Linked DNA regions of Mus musculus: region 1 is linked to region 2. A link is a contact called in public HiChIP or PLAC-seq data. All regions are on one chromosome and are shown on one strand. Each heading gives the region's core, a stretch centred on a gene start, on an enhancer-like site or on the middle of the called end of the contact. The rest is flanking DNA. Distances are from core to core; before and after follow the strand shown.

Region 1 (3,890 bases), core at 1,336-3,835, 220 kb before region 2:
TCTTTCTTTCTTTCCTTCTTTCTTTCTTTCTTTCTTTCTTTCTTTCTTTCTTTCTTTTCTTTCTTTCTCTTCCTTCCTTCCTTCCTTCCTTCCTTTCTCCCTCCCTCCCTCCCTCCCTCTCTCTCTCTCTCTCTCTCTCTCTCTCTCTCTCTCTTTCTTTCTTTCTATTGTTTTATTGGTTGGTTGGTTGGTTGGTTTTTTGGTTTTTTGAGACAGGGTTTCTCTGTGTAGCCCTGCCTGTCCTGGAACTCATTCTGTAGACCAGGCTGGCCTTGAACTCAGAAATCTGCCAGCCTCTGCCTCCCAAGTGCTGGGATTAAAGGTGTGCGCCACCACTGCCGGGCCAATGCTCACTTTCTTTGACCTGCATGTTGGAGTGATAGCAGAACTTAGCTTATTGAGGTTGTCAGAACAGGAGCTTTAAACCTAAAAACTCCAGTTATGAGTGTGTTCTGAAGATTGCTGTTCTAGAATTAATATGTCTTCCCAGTGAGAAATCACTCCACACAGAGAATAATTTTTTTTTAAAAGAGCTCTTTAACAATAACACATGACAGTCTGGAGAGATGGCTCAGTGGTTAAGAGCACTGACTACTCTTCCAGAGGTCCTGAGTTCAAATCCCAGCAACCCACATGGTAGCTCACAACCACCTGTAATGAGATAAGATGCCTTCTTCTGGTGTGTCTGAAGACAGCTATAGTGTACTTACATATAATAAATAAATAAATCTTAAAAAAAAATAATAGCACATGACTGTTCTGGCTGATGTTCAAAAGAGAAAACCAGCCTGGAACAAAAAGGTGGCTTTGTTTTGTTTTGTTTTCTTTTCTTTTCTTTTTCTTTTTATATTATTTTTTTCGAGACAGGGTTTCTCTGTGTAGCCTTGGTTGTCCTGGAACTCACTCTGTAGACCAGGCTGTCCTCGAACTCAGAGATCCGCCTGCCTCTGCCTCCCAAGTGCTGGGATCAAAGGCGTGCGCCACCACGCCCGGCTTGTTTTTTTTTTTTTTTTAAGTTTTTTTTTTTTTAAGATTTATTTATTTTATTTATGAGTATACTGTAGCTGTCTCTACACACACACACGAAGAGGACATCAGCTCCCATTACAGATGGCTGTAAGCCACCATGTGGTTGCTGGGAATTGAACTCAGGACCTCTGGAATAGCAGTCAGTGAGTGCTTTTAACCACTTCTCCAGCCCTGGTTTGATTTTTGAGACAGAGTTTCACTATGGCCGCCCTGAACTCACTATGTAGACAAGGCTGGCCTGAAATTCACAGGGGTCCATCTGCCAAGGGATCTACCTCCCAAGTGCTGCACTAGCAGGCCCAGCCTCTGAAAGAGAACATGTTAACAAATTATGTAGGCCTTAGGCTTATACAGCCCACATAAGCTGTCATCTTTAAGTCTCCTTCAGGTTCTGGCTCCAGGTCACACTTTGAACAATTTAATAGGCAGGCGACTACAAGTCTAGACAATTGGCAGATGGGAGATTTACATAACAAAGATATTGCCAGAATTATTCTTAAATATACCTATGTTGTTCTTTTCCAGTAGTTGTCACCCAGGTCCATCTTGCCCACTTGGCAGGATTATGATTTCCTAATAAGAACTCTGGGGACTTAATGGCAGACCAGGACTTAATGGTGGCTGTGACCCTGGGCTGCCCCCTTGAGCTGTCCCTAAGAGGCATGTTCTTAGATAAGGGTAGGGCCTAATGGTTGGTTTTAAGTCAGGGATGTCTCCTATTGGTATGAGGGTGGAGCCTAATTGGAGGTTGGTCTTAGTGAGCCAACATTAGCAGAAACTCTCTCAGCAACCCTAAACTTCAGCTATGGTGCAAAATGTTCTTCCCTACAGTTTCTTTCTTTTTAGATTTATTTATTTATTATATATAAGTACACTGTAGCTGTCTTCAGATACCCCAGAAGAGGGTATCGGATCTCATTACAGATAGTTGTGAGCCACCATGTGGTTGCTGGGACTTGAACTTAGGACCTTCAGAAATACAGTCAGTGCTCTTAACTACTTAGCCATCTCTCCATCTCCAGCCCCCTTTTCTACAGTTTCTAACAAGCCTGGTCTTCCAGTCATGGAAGCTATGATCTTCCAGTCATATTGGAGGCAGCTTCTTCTTCTTCTTTTTTTTTAAGCTAAATTCTTCTTTGTGTGACTTAATATTTCCTAAGCCAGTTTCTTAGTAAATCCAATATAGCATCAATTTCACTAATCCATTTCTCTTCTATCAGGTTAAAGGCCTTCCAGGGTGGAATATGACCCTCTGCCATTCAAGGTCACTAAGTCTGTCGTAAAGTGTGGTGATTTCATCCTATCTGAGTTAGACAAAAGGGATTTCCAGCTTCCTGAAACAACTTGCACACCCAGTAGGTACCAGTTACCATGGTGTCCCATGTGCCAGAGGTGTGATCTGTGGCAATGATCACACAGGGACGAACGGCTGAGGGGGTGACCTCTCACACTGGACGAAAGCCAGTGGCACAGCAGGGTTTATTCAAGGCTTCCCATTTCAGCCTGGAACTGGATTTTTAGGACAAAAGCTGTGGTAGCCTCAATAGGCTAAGCGTGGCCGCCCATCCCAGTGCCAATTACAGAGCAGGGAATGGTGAGACATTCCATCTATGTAGCCACACTGGGAAGAGCAGAAAGAGGCATTTGCCTGAATTGACAGGGTCACAGGCTGGGCCATGACAACGCTAACAAGCTAGGCCCAGTGACCAAGGGGCTCAGACTGATCCTCAACAGGTCAATTAAAGAGACAAGGAAGTGGTAAAGAGTAGAAAAAGGCTCTTAGCCACTGAGGGATTTTTCTGAATGAAAATGAGTGTGGTAAAGAGACCAAAATAGGTGCTCCGTGGGTGAAAAGGGAAAAGGTGCTAAGGCAATTTCCCTGGAAAGGAGGAGAAGCTAGGGGGGAAAGATTTCCAGGGTTAAATGGGAATGGGGGCTTGTGAGATCCTGTGAGGCTTCTGAGCAGGGACTGAGGGAGCCTAGAACCTTCACAAGTTTACAGGCACCACAGTAGTACGTTAATAGAAGAGCCTTGTGTTCCTCTTGCCAGACAAGGAGAATGAGTCCCCTACTCCCTCAGCCCCCGCCTTTTATTAACAAGCAGGAACTTTCTTCAAGTCTCTAAGGGGATTGTGGCTTTTGTCTAAATGTCCAACCTTGAGAAAAGGAATTTCTTGGGGGACCGGACTCTTTCCAGCTCCTTAAACATGTATCTTTCTGCCAGGCATGGTGGCCACACCTTTAATCCCAGCACTCCTGAGGCAGAGGCAGGCAGATTTCTGAGTTTGAGGCCAGCCTGGTCTACAGAGTGAGTTCTAGGACAGCCAGAACTACACAGAGAAACCCTGTCTCGAAAAACCAAAAACAAAACAAAACAAAACAAAACAAAAAACAAACAAACCAAAACTATCTTTCCTTTCAAATATTGTAAAACTTGCGTTTTAGACATAGAATTCTAATATTTTTATCGCCTCCTCCTGCCCCACCACCTTATATATTTTTTTAAAGACTTGTTTATTTATTTAGTGTATATATGAGTACACTGTATGCTGTCTTCAGACACACCAGAAGAAGGAATTAGATCCCATTATAGATGGTTGTAAGCCACCATGTGGTTGCTGGGAATTGAACCCAGGACCTCTGGAAGAGCAGCCAGTGCTCTTAACCACCGAGCCATCTTTCCAGCCCACCTTGTAAGATTTTTATGCAAATGTTTTAATCCCTCCATCCTGTAAAACATTTGTTTACACAAGGCCCTCCACATTATTCCAGGAATTTGACGGTCTGGAGCGAGTGACCTCTTTCTCCTTCCTCCTTCATTTTCAGTGTTCAGACTAGCCAATCAAACTAGACCAGGGGAG
Region 2 (4,039 bases), core at 775-3,274:
CAAAACACATGGTGCTTCTGATCGCCATGCAGAGCCCCATGATGCCGTGGCACTCGATGGAGGGCAGAAGGGAAGTCGCTACACTGCAGGGGGACTTTCAAGACAGATGCTAGAACCGATATGATCACGGTAACGGGTTGTACACTCTGTAGCTGAGTACCTGGACACCTGACTGGCAAATCCAGTTCCCAGACTGCAGTCTCTTAAGACGAGCATCTGTCCTTCAGGAACTGAACAGGGCCCTAGGGAAAAGGCTGACTCCAGGGCTCAAAGCAGGAGGTACACACAACTGGAACATCTATAGTCTGAGTCAAACACATAAAAAACCAAGAACCCTTAAAGAAGGGGATGTGTCAAACAAGACAGAAACTAAAGGAGAGTGCTAGGGTCTAAAGAACTTCAGCAAAAACATAAAAGCAGTATTTGAGTATACAACCTGAACAAATAACTTTGAGTCATGCTGATAAGAACAAATTATTAGACACTTAACACATGGTTGGATAGAGACAGGTTTTCCTCAAGAGGAACTCCATAATACATAGATACACAACCCTGAGATAGTGAACCCCAAGTCCTGGCTCCTACCCGGACATGGATAGCACATAGAAACTTCCTTCAAGAGAGCAGACAGACACAGGCAGTTAAAGGCCTGTATGAGGGAAGCCTAGCAGCCTCTCCACGGTCAGGGTTAGTCTTACCAGGGAGAAGCCCCACTGACAGACTGCTTATATCTTAAATCCGGCCAAATCCTAAGAAATACAGCAGACAAATCCTAATGAACTCCAATGCCGAAGACAGAGGAAAAAAAAAACAGTTCAAGGAAGGCAATCTAAGAAAGTATCTCATGAATAAGGATGCAAAGATCCTGGGCAGAATCCTAGGAGGCTGGATCCAGACTCCAGACAGGGTTAGACACCACCACCTCCTCTCAGGAATGCCCATAGCTTCCAAGAAGAAAATCATGCCAGGCATTGCAATGCACACCTCTGACAGCAACACTCGGGGAGGCAGAAGCAGGAGGACTTAAGTATATGTACAGCAAGCTCAGGGCCAGCCTGGGCTATACAACAAGACCCTGTTTCAAAACCAGGAGGCTGGTGAGATGGCTCAGTGGGTAAGAGCACCCGACTGGTAAGGTCCAGAGTTCAAATCCCAGCAACCACATGGTGGCTCACAGCCATCTGTAACGAGATCTGACTCCCTCTTCTGGAGTGTCTGAAGATAGCTACAGTGTACTTACATATAATAAATAAATAAATCTTTAAAAAAAAAAAAAAAAAAAACCAGACCAAACCAACATCCCAAATAAACCACATTTTAAAAATTATTTGGTGCAAATACCATCATCAATAAAGGAAAAACTCACACAATCATCTTACTTAATGTAGAAAACGCATCTCACAAAATCAAAAAGTCTAACACGGAATAATGAAAACCAGAAGCCAGCTGCACCAGAACCAAAACAGCTCCCGCTCGGTGAAGGCTTCTGAGAAAAGTCAGAGCTCAGATTGCACCTCGCAGAAAGGCTGGATACTCCGATAAGGTCCAGAACCAGGTAAGGAGGTCCATGCTTGTGATCAGCCTCCGGAAGGCCCAGCTAGGGGAGTCAGGCAAGAGTGGGAAACAGCAGACTGTAAGGAAGTGTGGCAGCATCCTGGTGCAGATGGCAGGGGCTAGACAACAACAAAGCCTGCACAAGCACTAGAGCTGGTAAGGTTAGCAAGGCCACAGGACACACATCAACACAAAAACTATTTCTACACCCTATTAGCAAATTAAATACTTGGGAATAATTTAACAATGCAAGTACAAAATGTACATTATGAAAACTATAAAGTATAATAGGAAGTCATTAAGGGGCTATAAGGGGATAGAAAGATACCTCAAGTCCATGAACCACAAGATCTAACACTGTGGTGGCAGTGTTCTAAACTGATCAATTCGACCTCTGTTAACATCTCACCTGCTAGGGTTGGGGTGGGGCTCAGTAGTAGAGCGTTTGCCTAGCATGCAGGAGGACTGAATTCCACCACCAGCATTGCAAACAAAGAAAACGAAACCTCACCAGCTCTCTTACATAGCCAGAAAGAGAGTCTAGCATTCACTTGGAAATGCAGGAGATCAGCTGACACGGGGCAATCATGAGAGAGAAGAACAGGGGCTGGAAAAGTGGCTCAGTGGTTAAGAGCACTGACTGCTCTTCTAGAGATCCTGAGTTCAACTCCCAGCAACCACATGGTGGCTCACAACCATCTGTTGTGGAATCCGATGCCCTCTTCTGGTGTGTGAAGACAGCAACAGTGTACTTGTATAAAACAGATAAATCACCGGGTGTAGTGTCGCATGCCTTGGATCCCAGCACTTGGGAGGCAGAGGCAGAGGCAGGCGGATTTCTGAGTTCGAGGCCAGCCTGGTCTACAAAGTGAGTTACAGGACAGCCAGGGCTACACAGAGAAACCCTGTCTTGGAAAAAAACAAAACAAAACAAAAATAAATCTTTAAAAAAGAAAAGAAAGAGAAGAACAAAGTGTGGAAGATTGCCATGGCCACCTGGCCTACCAGACACCCACCAGCCTTTGCAGAGCTGACAGCCCGTTAGTAGCTTAGTCTGTGACCTATACAGTCCAGAGGAGCCCTGGAGATGAGACACTTAGGTGTGCTATGGTGTTTTCAAGTGAATCTCTGGCAGGAAAAAGACAAAACAAGAGATGTCACCTTATACCCATTAGGATATAATTCCATTCACCGCCAGCAAATCCAGCTCTGACAACAGAACTCAGACAACAGAACTGAAAGATGGCATAAAGCAGCAGAATTCTAGGTCAGCGCTGGTGGGATGCAAGATGGCACAGCCATGCTGGAATGCAATCTGGCAGCTCCTCAAACATTAAAGGCCTGTGTGATGAGACCAGTGAGACCACAATGGGCCTGTCTAGGAGAGAAATGCAACTTTGTATCCCACAAGCCCTAACAGGATTGTTGAGAGCAGCTTGATTCACAGCAGCTCCTAATGGGAAACCAAATGCCTCTTGGGTCCTGAAATGTCCCTCAGGAAAGAAGAAACACTGTACCAACGATACAGCTGGGTGGACCTCAAAGACATGATATGGGTTATCAAGAACACCCTCGGGGTGTTCCAAGACAAGTCTTGACAGATGGCAGGTAACTGGAGAGTAGAACAGAGAGACTATCAAAGAGATCTGAGTGAGTTTTCTAGATACGGAACTGTTCTGGGTCTACTAGGATGTTTGTACATGCACAGGGACTCAGCCCTGCATAACTGCCCCAGACGGTGTGGTGGATTTAGCACAATAAAAACCCTAGTGACTCACTCACTCATGGAACTCAGAATTCAGTGACTGAAGCAGAGTGGACCATTAGTGAACACATAATGCAATACTCCATTCCCCTCCCACCCCCCTGGTGAGCTGCAAATCCCACCAGCTCCCCCGGGTCCCAGGCAGGCCCAAGTTCCTAAAGCGGCAGCTACTGCACTTGACCTGTCTGTCATCAGAGGAGCTGTCTCCCCTGTGTCTGTCCCGGCTTGCATACAAAGATGGCAGCAGCCTGTGCCTGTACCCACACTAAGACACTCCTCCATATGGGCCAGCCTGGAGGGTAAGACAGTTTGTGTCTACCCGTGCTGGTCCAGCCTGGCTTCTTGCCAGCACCCTGGGGCCTGAGGATTCAAGCCTCCTCTATTATCTATACTTGTTTTATCAACCAAGAAAAGCTGCTTACCTGGAAAAGGATGAAGATGAGAAACAATTCGTAGACCACACTAACACACAGCCAAAACCGCCAGTAAGCTACAACAAGATAATAGCAATGTCAGGGGCTCTGCTCTGGGGCGCTAGGCCCCACCCAGCCTCAGGAGGCTCCTGATCAGACAGTCTTTTTAAGGGAATGCTCAGGTGTCCTTCATAGAATCTTTGTAAGCAAGGACTAAGTGAAGTTACACAGAACTCCTCTATGAAATGTGAGATGCTTTCCTCTTCTTGAGTCCCGAGGCCTTTACTCCGTTTGCCTTGCTGCAGAG

Evidence for each region. HiChIP or PLAC-seq counts read pairs in DNA pulled down with a chosen protein or histone mark.
Region 1: a contact with region 2 is called in an H3K27ac HiChIP or PLAC-seq map of embryonic stem cells, with 5 read pairs. The contact joins two enhancer-like sites. A contact is called at or near these places in 2 of 39 promoter capture datasets (liver and macrophages), 2 of 15 datasets of contacts at CTCF or cohesin (large pre-B cells and pro-B cells), 8 of 115 datasets of contacts at active chromatin or transcription factors (bone marrow-derived dendritic cells, bone marrow-derived macrophages, embryonic stem cells and 5 more) and 4 of 9 other capture datasets (adipose tissue, embryonic stem cells, liver and 1 more).

Annotation. Positions count from the first base shown.
Region 1 is chr7:141,372,421-141,376,310 of GRCm38.p6, reverse strand. No RefSeq gene overlaps it. Among named protein-coding and RNA genes, the nearest start is that of B230206H07Rik, 9.3 kb to the right of the region's middle. Within about 2 kb of position 2,585, at least 143 of the 459 cell types and tissues checked have an H3K27ac peak or open chromatin away from gene starts, as enhancers often do. A contact at or near this core is called in embryonic stem cells, where this site is marked.
Region 2 is chr7:141,146,851-141,150,889 of GRCm38.p6, reverse strand. Ptdss2 (phosphatidylserine synthase 2) reads right to left here. Exons shown (of 12, transcript NM_013782.4): 4 at 3,742-3,809. Among named protein-coding and RNA genes, the nearest start is that of Ptdss2, 18 kb to the right of the region's middle. Within about 2 kb of position 2,024, at least 16 of the 459 cell types and tissues checked have an H3K27ac peak or open chromatin away from gene starts, as enhancers often do. A contact at or near this core is called in embryonic stem cells, where this site is marked.